Linked DNA regions of Bombyx mori: region 2 is linked to region 1. A link is a contact called in public Hi-C data. All regions are on one chromosome and are shown on one strand. Each heading gives the region's core, a stretch centred on a gene start, on an enhancer-like site or on the middle of the called end of the contact. The rest is flanking DNA. Distances are from core to core; before and after follow the strand shown.

Region 1 (5,097 bases), core at 693-3,192:
GTATCGAATCCCCTTCATCCACGCATGTCTTCGATTATAAATTGAATTAAAAGTGACAAAAATTTACTTACATTTTCTAATTTAGAACAAGTTTCCATTGATTTCCTATAGTCAATACATATCTGTTTACACTCTTCTTTCGACGTGAGGAGGCTCTTTTCTGTTTGGTCCAATAGATCTTTTTTTTCATAGTACTTTTTTATTAGAGAACTGAAACAAGATTCTAATTTTGAAACCTTACAAATAAAAATGAGAATATTATTAATGGATTTATAATAAAATTAGATTGATGAATAAGGATATTGACTTCAAATGTTTCCTATATAAATCTGATATAAATAAATTAAAACCTAAAGCCAAGTAATAGATTAAAAAGATCATTCTGGTTCTCCTCTAATTGGAATTGGTAAATGCTGAGCATTACAATGCATCAGGCAGGCTGAGACCTTTTGTGTAATCTCTACCCACTTATGTCAGTCAGTGGTCAGTGCAGTCTCGTGTCTAAGTGCACAGACTTACTCACTCCATCTATCCCATTTGACACTCCTAGATCAGTTTCAATCCATTTTACCCATCACTATGAGTCTCCCCAAATTGTTATAGGGTTTTCTTGCTAAATGATCAAAATACTGGAGCACATTATTAAGGCATATGGTGGATAGCCTCTGGTAAATTTTCAGCTCATTGAAGATGGAAACGCTCATGTTTTAGTCATAGACGTTAAAAAGCATGGGTAAGACAATGTATCCCTGGCACATGCCTTTCTCAAACCTGAACTCTGATGACTGTGCCGAACTGACCACTACCGATCGTTGTCTGGACAGTGTATAGAGTCAGTGATGGATTTACACCTAGGCCTGTTAGGCTCGAGCCCAGGGTGGCATGATTAGAGGGGCAGTAAGATTTTTGAAATGCCAGAGACAAAATAGTATAAGCGGTCTCCTTTGAAAAGGAGATCAGATTAATTTTGATAAAAAAAATGTAGTTATTTTAAATTTAAAATAAAAATATTGGATCAAAATTAATAAAATTTATTCTAACATTAATGTAGGCCTGATAAACAGAGGCTAGGGCGGCATCAAGCCTTAATCCATCACTATATAGAGTATTTCTCAGAAATGATCATACTGCAAAAAAAGTTTTAAAAGTCAATTCAGAAACTTTTCATTTCATTTAATGTGCCAAAGAACTATATTTTGTTAAAATTTCCTTATATTTCATTAGATAAAAACTATTTCACAGTGATTTATTATAGGTAAACAGTAAAATAATTAAATTTATTTGATCAGGCAGATCAGTTGTTCAGTGAAGTTAAAAAAATATTGTAAATGGAATACTTACTCTGTGGCTATTGTTTTCTTTTTAACTATTAAAATGGCTTTCCTCTGCTTTTCGAACTTATTAATCTGAAAATAAATTTATCATAAAACTATGGAATTTAATAACAATTTCAAGTAAATCTGAAACCAAACAGTGAATTAGGGTTAATCAACTGAATATTTTTGGTTGATAACAAAATAATAATAAAAATTTACTTTATTACAAATTTAAAACGAAGCCGTAGTTATTGTTATTTAAATGTAATTGAAATGTAGTTAACATTTCATAAAATGCAGTTAATTCATGGTCTTTGTTGACATTCGACAATTTACTAACAAAATTAGTACATTTTTAATGTAACTTGTGTGGTTGTTAAAACTTATAAATGACAAACTCAATAACCTATGATGTCTTTTGGTTTTGGATATAATTCTCGACTTAATGTAAATTAAAAAAAAAAATATTATAATAAAACCTGCATGGAAAAACTAACCTGACCATCACTCGGTGTCGTTGGATGAAGAAAATTTAAATCAAAATCGAACATTGACTCATTAAAAGTTGAAGCCATTTTAAGGAACGGTTTTCAGTGAATTTAACTATAAATTGTCACGTTACCAACATTTTAAATTACTGAATTTTTTGGCAAAATTGTTGTGGAACGAAAAAGACCGGCGCGCAAACATAATACAAATGACATTTCTGATTCGTATAACATGTGTCAAAAGAACCAATTAGTAGTCCACTTTTTCAACTGGAAATGCGTAGGTATCACACATACCATGCAGCCCAATCTTTTGTATATTTTTTGAATTTATTTTGGTTTTGAAAAAATATGTGGTACTAAATGAAATGGAGTCGATTAATTTGACACATTAATCAATTCGGATGAAATTAACGGATGATCGGATGATCTCGTTGATGAGATGATACGAGATGAGGTCTCAGTAAAATGGTAAAACCAAAAATTTAAAAAAAACATAATATCACTTTCAATAGGAATACATAAACTTTTTGATCAGATTTGATCCTTCTCACTCAAACTCACAATTCACTACAAAACATTAATTCATTGTAGATCAGTATTTCGACAGAACGACATAGCAATCACATTTAGCACCGAACGGTAGTGTTGTAATCGCCTCAATTTCAAATGCTGTCTATTATTTATGTAAAAAATACATAGTGGGTCTGATAAGGAAATTAGAACAATAACTTTTGACTTTGATGATTCGTCTCACACAGTAAATAAGACATTGTTTGTTTTCATAAGAAATATTTTCGTAAAAAAAAAATGATAAAATCATCCTCCGAAGTTCTAATTATGTCGAAATAACAGATAGCCATAAAAGACAAAACTCCCTTAGTTTGCTTGTTATACTTGGAGGTCTTCACTTTACCTGTTTAACTAATAATTTATATTACAACTATGTACATTCTGCTCGCTTTAATGGCCATTATATATATATTTTTTTATTTGATAACTTGCGTTCTTTTTATGTAAATTCCAATATTTTTACTTGGGAAAGTTTTGATTGCCGTCTGATCTCACCATTACATTTAATTCGTAAATGATTATTATGCAAATCAATCAGTTTTCATTTCCCTTCTCTAAAATAAGACATGGTTCCAAATATTTTAACTAGGTATGTATTCTTAGCACGTCCATTTGTCCAAAAAATCGAATAATATATAGTATAGATTTACGAAGACGAATCTCTTAAATAAATCAACACACAAATTGTGACTTTTTGGCGGGAACGCAAGGATTGTAGTTGTGTCATTTGTTTTATTTTTCTATTTAGTGTTTCTTCAGTTTTAAATGTATAGTAACAATGGTTTATTAGCTGTTTAATATCTGTGAAAGTGCAAAAATGTGGGAAAATAAAACAAAGCCACTGGATGTAACTTCTCGGGATCCTCCAAAGAGTCTACTGAAAAAATCTCAGTAAATGGCCACCATTTTACTGAGATTATATTTCATCCCATATTATCTCATTTCATTTCATTTAGTATCATCCCAGTTGATTTCTCAAATTAATCATCTTCTTTTCATTTCATTTCATTTCACTCTATATTATCATTTTTCATATAGATATGAATATAAATTCAAATAAGACATGACCTAAAGGTTTTATTTACCAGGTCATGAAATCCCTTTAAAAAAATTGTGTGTATGTACCTATGTACCTATGTAGTATGTAGGTAGTTACATATTAAGTGTATAATCAATGGGTAGTTATGTACGGTACGTTGAAAAAGGGCGGGAACGTCAAAATAAATAGGCGCTTTTTTCAAGTTAATTTTAATTTATTTGGTTTTAGCCCTTTTTTACGACATTGTTTCTTAATTTTTCACTGTGTTAGAGTTTAAAATTATATTCCATAAGTGTGTTCCGTATTAATGGACGATGACGACAGGGGTGAGGGCTTCAGCTCCGCCCCTGTGTCCGCTCCCAAAATAATGGGAAAACGAAGATTGACCTCATCTGAATACGACGAAAGCCGCAAAATAAAAATGACTTTCATTAAAAATAAGCGCGGTCTTTTTAAAGACCACCATGCTCTTTATGAAGACCTTACAAAAAAAGAATACCCAGTGCTTCTTCAGTCAAGCCTCTCGCAACCAAATAACAGAGTCCCAATGGATCTGTTAAGAATAAACAAATCTTTAAAAAATGTTCAAGGGGTACAGTATGTCAAAGCTGCTGGAAACTTTTTTGCTAAAGTTTACTTTGGCTGTGCTCGGGATGCCAACGCTTTTTTATTAGATGTAAGCTTTATGGAGTTAAACAATTGGACAGCAAAAATACCTTACGATAGCATTGAGAGTCAAGGAATTATTCGAGCTCCTGTGGAATTAGATGAAGAATCTCTTTTAGTAAATTTAAAAGCTTCATGCACAATACTTGGAGTAAAAAGATTTTTCAAAAAACAAGAGAATGGAAGTGACAAGCCACTGCAAACTGTGCTGGTTACATTTTTGGCGTCTAGCCATCCTGATCACGTCACATACGAGCATATTTGGATGCCTGTTTCGGATTATATTAGACCTGTGTTACAGTGCTTCAAATGCTACAAATTCGGACATGGAAGTGGTGCCTGTAAAGCCACTCAAGTTTGCTCTATTTGTTCAGGCAATCATTTTTATAAGGAGTGCAGCACTCCCAACATCTTCAAGTGCTCCAACTGCAGTGGACCACATTCTGCAGTTTCTTACTCTTGCTCAGTAAAGGCAGCCAAGGTTGCTGAAGTTAAAAATAAGATCATCGGCAAGCAAACATCATATGCAGCCATACTAAAGACTCCTGTTATTAAGAACCCCGTGACCTCTTCTGACATACCTATATCTGCGAAGACCCCTCAAGGTAGGGCTTTAATTTCAGACATTATAAATTCAGAAATTGTCATCAGAACCATTACAAAAACTTTAATAGAATTGTTAAAGAAAAAGGATTCTAAATCCCCTTCTGGACCTATATCAACTCAATTAATTAAAGAAATGCTAGTAACAAATTTTACATCATAAATTATGGATAGTTCTACTCAATCTTATATGCATAATTCTGTTGGTCAGTTTAATATCATTCATTGGAACTCTAGAAGTTTATTTCCTAAATTAGATCAACTTAAAGATTTCCTCAGTAAACTTGACAAGTGTGTTGATATGATTTTATTCAATGAAACCTGGTTAACTTCACATAAAATCATCAAATTACCTGGATTTAATGTTATAAGAAGAGATTCCAACCACCCACATGGTGGGGTTGCTATTGCA
Region 2 (5,066 bases), core at 1,049-3,548, 190 kb after region 1:
CACTTTATCCTTATATACATTAATGGATGAATATAATGAGAGACTACAGGCACAATCAGAAGCCCAGATTGATACATTGACATCAGAGCAAGCTAGTTATTTAGTTGCAAATTTAAATCTGGGCCCGATTTACACAATATTACAAGAAAAGATTAGTGGGCCACTCTCAGCCATTCCAGGGATGGATACGTCAACTCTAAAAACATTCTTAAACAAATTTGATACATTTTTATTAGGACCAGATTCTTATATTTTACCGCAGCTCAATTTGCTTTTAAGTCACTCTCATAAATTGGGTGTGAAGAAGAGAGCTTTTGAAGTAATACTAGCTATTTATGAACAATTGTATAAAGCTATTCATGACCCTAATAATGGTTACACAGATCATTTGTCTATTGTAAAGAGAACTCCAGATGAAGTCAACAAATTGTTGAAATAAGAGTTATGTACATAAGAATAGTTAAATATATGTAATTGGATACAGAAATAATATAAGTTAGAGGTATTATTAAATATTTTGGGGTAAAACTCAATTTATAGTTAACTAAATAAAAAGTTAATGAAAAGATTTTTGTAATTTTATTCAAATCCATAAATGTGTGCAATATATATATACGTGTGTAGAACAATTTCCTGAATCTAGCTAACAACATTTTCAAGTAAATTTTGCATATTATACAAAGTTCAGAAAAAATCTCTAATGCTATACATTCCCGATCCTGCGGAAAGAATGGAAAGCAGTCGACGTCTCCCAAAACGTCATCTCGGATCGTCCCGATCCACTAACGGTGCTTTTACTAGTTAAGGTTACGCTGGAATAGCCTCTCAAGGCTACCAGCTTAGGTAGGAAAAAAATGCTATAATTTTAATCGTGTAAGCACTGGAACAATATTTATAGTATTTTCTCGTTTTCCTGATTTGTATTTCGTAAACATAATTGATACTACTTTTACGGTTATATCTCACCTTTACTATTTACACAACCAGCTAATAGTATTCCAATTGTTGCAAATATTAACGAGATTTAACTGTAAAAGTAATTTAAAATAATATTAAGAACACGTCATGTTTTTATTTTTTTATTTTATGATTGAATGATTACTGGATAGGTGGGCGAGCAAAGGCTCAGCCAGGAGGGAACACGTCATTTCTCAAGGTGGGTGGCGGCACTTAAGAAGCGGGTCGTGAAGTAGTCCACTCATCTAAGTAATAAAAAAGTAAATTTTATTGTGGTATTGTCATTTTTTTGGAAAGTGATTGTTATTTAATGTAATATCTGTGAAAGCGAAGTAAATTGTCTTTTCGTGACAAAGTGACACTCTACAAAGCTTGCATACGTTCATGACCTTTGCAAGTGTACGCGGCCCGCATGCATATAAATTCTCCAGGTCATCCAATCCCGTTTCTGCAGGGTAGCCGTCGGAGTACCGTGGTACGCGAGGAATATCGACTTTCATGACGATATCAATTTAGATCTGATATGGAATTGGATTGGATTCGCTTTGTCGAAGTATTTTTCTGACGCTACGGACACGATATACTCTTGTCGTGGCCACCACTAATTACCCGACCCAGGCGACGGGGCGACGGTAAGCCGCCGTCGCCTAAAGCATGTCTTATCGGATCCCGGGAACTACTCTTGTTTGTTTTTAGGCTCTTCAGGCAACGGTCATCGTCCATCGTACATACCCGATCTGGCGGACCGAATAGTAACTAACCAGTCGATGTCACCCAAAACACCTCATTTTGGATCCACCCAATCCACTATCGGTGCTTTTAAGTACCACACGCACCGGACACCGTTCTCATCAAACCGGCCGTTTGTTGCGTTTCCGATCCGGTGGTAGATTCTGCGAAATACTGCTCTTGCTAGGGCGAGTGTTAAAGATTGAGCTCGTAAGATCACCTATTTGTCGTGCCTAGCTGGAATAGCTTTAGACTACCAGTGAATAGGTAGGAAAAACAAACCTTTACCAATGGCGTATAAAGGAAGGTATTTTTTTTGTTAAGATTTTATTAGAAATATGTAATAATATCTAAAAGCCTTTGTAGTTAACAAAAAGTAGAAAATAATCTATAAATAAATAAAAAACATTTTGTTAAAAAAATGAGTGACCAATGACCATAGATTATATACTAGACTCCATAGACAGAAATATATTAAGTGTATAATCTATGTAGGTACCTACTGAAATCTACAAATACATCTATTAGTTAAATACTAATACATTGCTCTATATAATTTGTTACAATTCACTTTTTATATAAAGTAAAATAATGTTAGCTCTCCTGTAATCTCTTCATCTCTACGTTCATATTAAAATTCCTCAGCATGGGTTCGCGGCAAATAACAGAGAAATCACTGTCTATGTTGAGGTCGTTACCAAGAATCACGCTAGCAAATATTCGTGATAATCCGGGGTCTAAAATAACAGTAAGTAAGAACATCATCCAGTCAAAATCATATTTTGTTTTTGTGTCGTAGACGTAATTAAAACTAATAAGGTTTAACGTTTTAATTTAATTATTTCCAAGAAAAAAAATTCTCGTTTAAAGTATTGTAAGCTGTTTCAACTCTTCACTGCTTATACTGTCGCTGATAACATTATTAATCATCTAATGGTACATGTTATTACAAAACATAATAATTAGGGTCTGGTATTGATTGGTAGTTGAAATCCATGGACAGCACAAGTGTATATTTACACTAATAATTAGAAACAGCAGCTTCATCTGTAATATTAAAGAACACATAATTACTTTAGTGCAGTATGAGACAAAATTTATATAAACTTGTATTTGAGTCGACTATTATCAAAGCCGGCAATCTGACTTTTGGACAATGATTGGTAAATCAGAAAAACGAATTATTGACTTTGTATTCCATTGGCAGTCACAAAACTCTTCGGAACGACATCTTAGATAAATAACAGGTTAACTATTAACCTTTATTTAATGCAGGTTTTGAACCGTATTCTTTGAAGGAGACGATTATATTCAAATCAATCTGTATTGACATATCAATAACATTTTTTTGTCCAAATGCACAGATTGCCACCTTTGATAATAGACGACTCATTTACACTATGCCCTACCGTGTTATTTTAGCAAAAAAGAGGAAGGGGTCAACACGGGGGTGACAAACATGGTGCAGGCAATAAAGGTTCTGGACAACGTCAAAATTATATGAGACTAGGTTATGAAACTGGAAACAACCCATTTTATCTTCGTATTCCTCATGAGAATTACTATAGAGGACACCAGTAAGTAATACTGGATTATTATGCCAATTGGTCAATTTATCTAATATAACAATTTAATGTGATTAGAAAATAATTTCATTAAAAATATTTACAATTATCTGAAGTCTGAATAATCGCATAGTACAGTATATTGTCGATTTTCTCGTTTGCTTTTTTTTTCACATTTGCCACTAGCCTCACCTTGACTGGTGGGTGAGCTCACGAGGCTCAACCTGAATGAATCTGCTAACATCCGACATAGCAAGAGTAGTCCTTTGTTGAATCTATCACTTGATCAGAATCACAACCCAATGAGAAGATCCAGCATGAAACTCAGTTTTGTCAGGTTGTCTGTGGGGGCCAGTTGCATGTTTCCCATCTGCAAAAGAAACTGAAATCTTTGGTGCTCAACTTTTACTTTTATAGACAAAGCCTGTATTATACTTATTATAGTAACTTTTGGTACCAAATTATTGATTATTTTTTTTAGACTGATAAGCTCATGCTCTATTTGGTGTTAAGGATTTTACCTCAGGCAACCATAAATGCAATGCACCATTTTACTAACAGTTTAATGGATTTGCATTATCTCTTAGGTTCATTATTATTAGCTCCAAAGTATATCTTAGGTTTTAAACAAAACTTAATATTTCAGTTTGAAAAGAGAGTATCCTCCTATGACACTTTTGGAGTTACAAAAATTGATCGATAGAAACCGAGTAGACATATCTAAACCCATTGATATTGCCAGCTTGATAAAATCTGGGTTATACACATTGAATCCTGACCAAAAGCATTTTGGTGTTAATTTAACTGATGATGGAGCTGACATATTTGCTGCAAAAATTAATATAGAAGTACAGTGGGCAAGTGAACAAGTTATTGCAGCGATTGAGAAAAATGGTGGTGTTATTACTACAGCCTACTATGATCCTCACAGTTTATTTATATTGAAAAATCCTCAAAGGTTTTTTGAAACTGGTCAAGCTATTCCAAGAAGAATGATTCCTCCGCCCGATGCCATTGAATTTTACACCAGTGCTGCAACACGTGGTTATTTAGCAGATCCAGAAAAAATATCTCAAGAAAGATTAAAATTGTCTCAGAAATATGGATATACACTTCCAAATTTAGAAAGTGACCCACAATATGAGATGTTAACAGATAGAAAGGATCCTAGACAAATATTTTTTGGATTACAGCCAGGGTGGGTAATTAATTTGAAAGATGAATGCATTTTAAAGCCAAAAGATGAAGAATTATTACAGTTCTATTCTATGTAGTTATGTAAATTGAATAAATATTGTAAGTACTATGGATATTTCATTTTTTGTCTTTTAACACTACAGGGAATACAATAAATATTGTTTCAATATAATTGTCTCTCCAAATAATTATTGTCCTGCATTTCTAAAATATTTTTCTTAGTTCATTTTACTTGCATAAAGTAATTAAAAAGTGTAAAATAAATAAAATTGAAATTTATGAAAAATGTGAAATGAATGAATGAAAATGTTAATGGACCCACCACATAGTTTTCACTGCATACAGTGATATTTAAAAAAATTATAATAATATATTTCTGGTATACACTACTACACTTCAATCCTTATGGTGGATATGGTCCTTATAACCACTACTTCTACAAGGGGTTTTTTCTTTGTATTGTAAGTGTAAACGAATATACAGTTTACCTGATGGTAATTGGTCATCAGTGGCTACAGTCAATCTGCTGACTTCCTTAAATTTTCTTTGAAAAACCAACCCCAGGACAAGTTGCATCTCAAAGGATTTTAGTTCCTTCTCGCTGTTTTGTGGGGTTTT

What was found. A called contact is a pair of places that touch in the nucleus more often than the background predicts.
Region 2: a Hi-C map of middle silk gland shows a contact between it and region 1, with 2.0 times the contacts expected there. The contact joins the promoter of LOC101742656 here to the promoter of LOC101744041 in region 1. A contact is called at or near these places in 2 of 7 Hi-C or Micro-C datasets (middle silk gland and whole pupa).

What each region holds. Positions count from the first base shown.
Region 1 is chr4:11,287,054-11,292,150 of ASM3026992v2, forward strand. LOC101744041 (kelch-like protein 40a) reads left to right here and starts at 1,943. Exons shown (of 2, transcript XM_062668259.1): 1 at 1,943-2,084. The coding sequence starts at 2,037. LOC101744334 reads right to left here and starts at 1,954. Exons shown (of 11, transcript XM_038021906.2): 1 at 1,814-1,954; 2 at 1,342-1,406; 3 at 72-210. The coding sequence starts at 1,891.
Region 2 is chr4:11,476,390-11,481,455 of ASM3026992v2, forward strand. It overlaps LOC101742656 (large ribosomal subunit protein uL15m), which reads left to right and starts at 2,299. Exons shown (of 3, transcript XM_004930936.4): 1 at 2,299-2,434; 2 at 3,109-3,263; 3 at 3,898-4,561. The coding sequence starts at 2,333. The coding sequence ends at 4,525. It overlaps LOC101743469 (pre-mRNA-splicing factor ATP-dependent RNA helicase DHX16), which reads right to left. Exons shown (of 9, transcript XM_038021897.2): 6 at 4,937-5,066; 7 at 3,444-3,621; 8 at 1,969-2,733; 9 at 1,064-1,202. It overlaps LOC101743607 (conserved oligomeric Golgi complex subunit 6), which reads left to right. Exons shown (of 1, transcript XM_004931027.5): 1 at 1-568. The coding sequence ends at 439.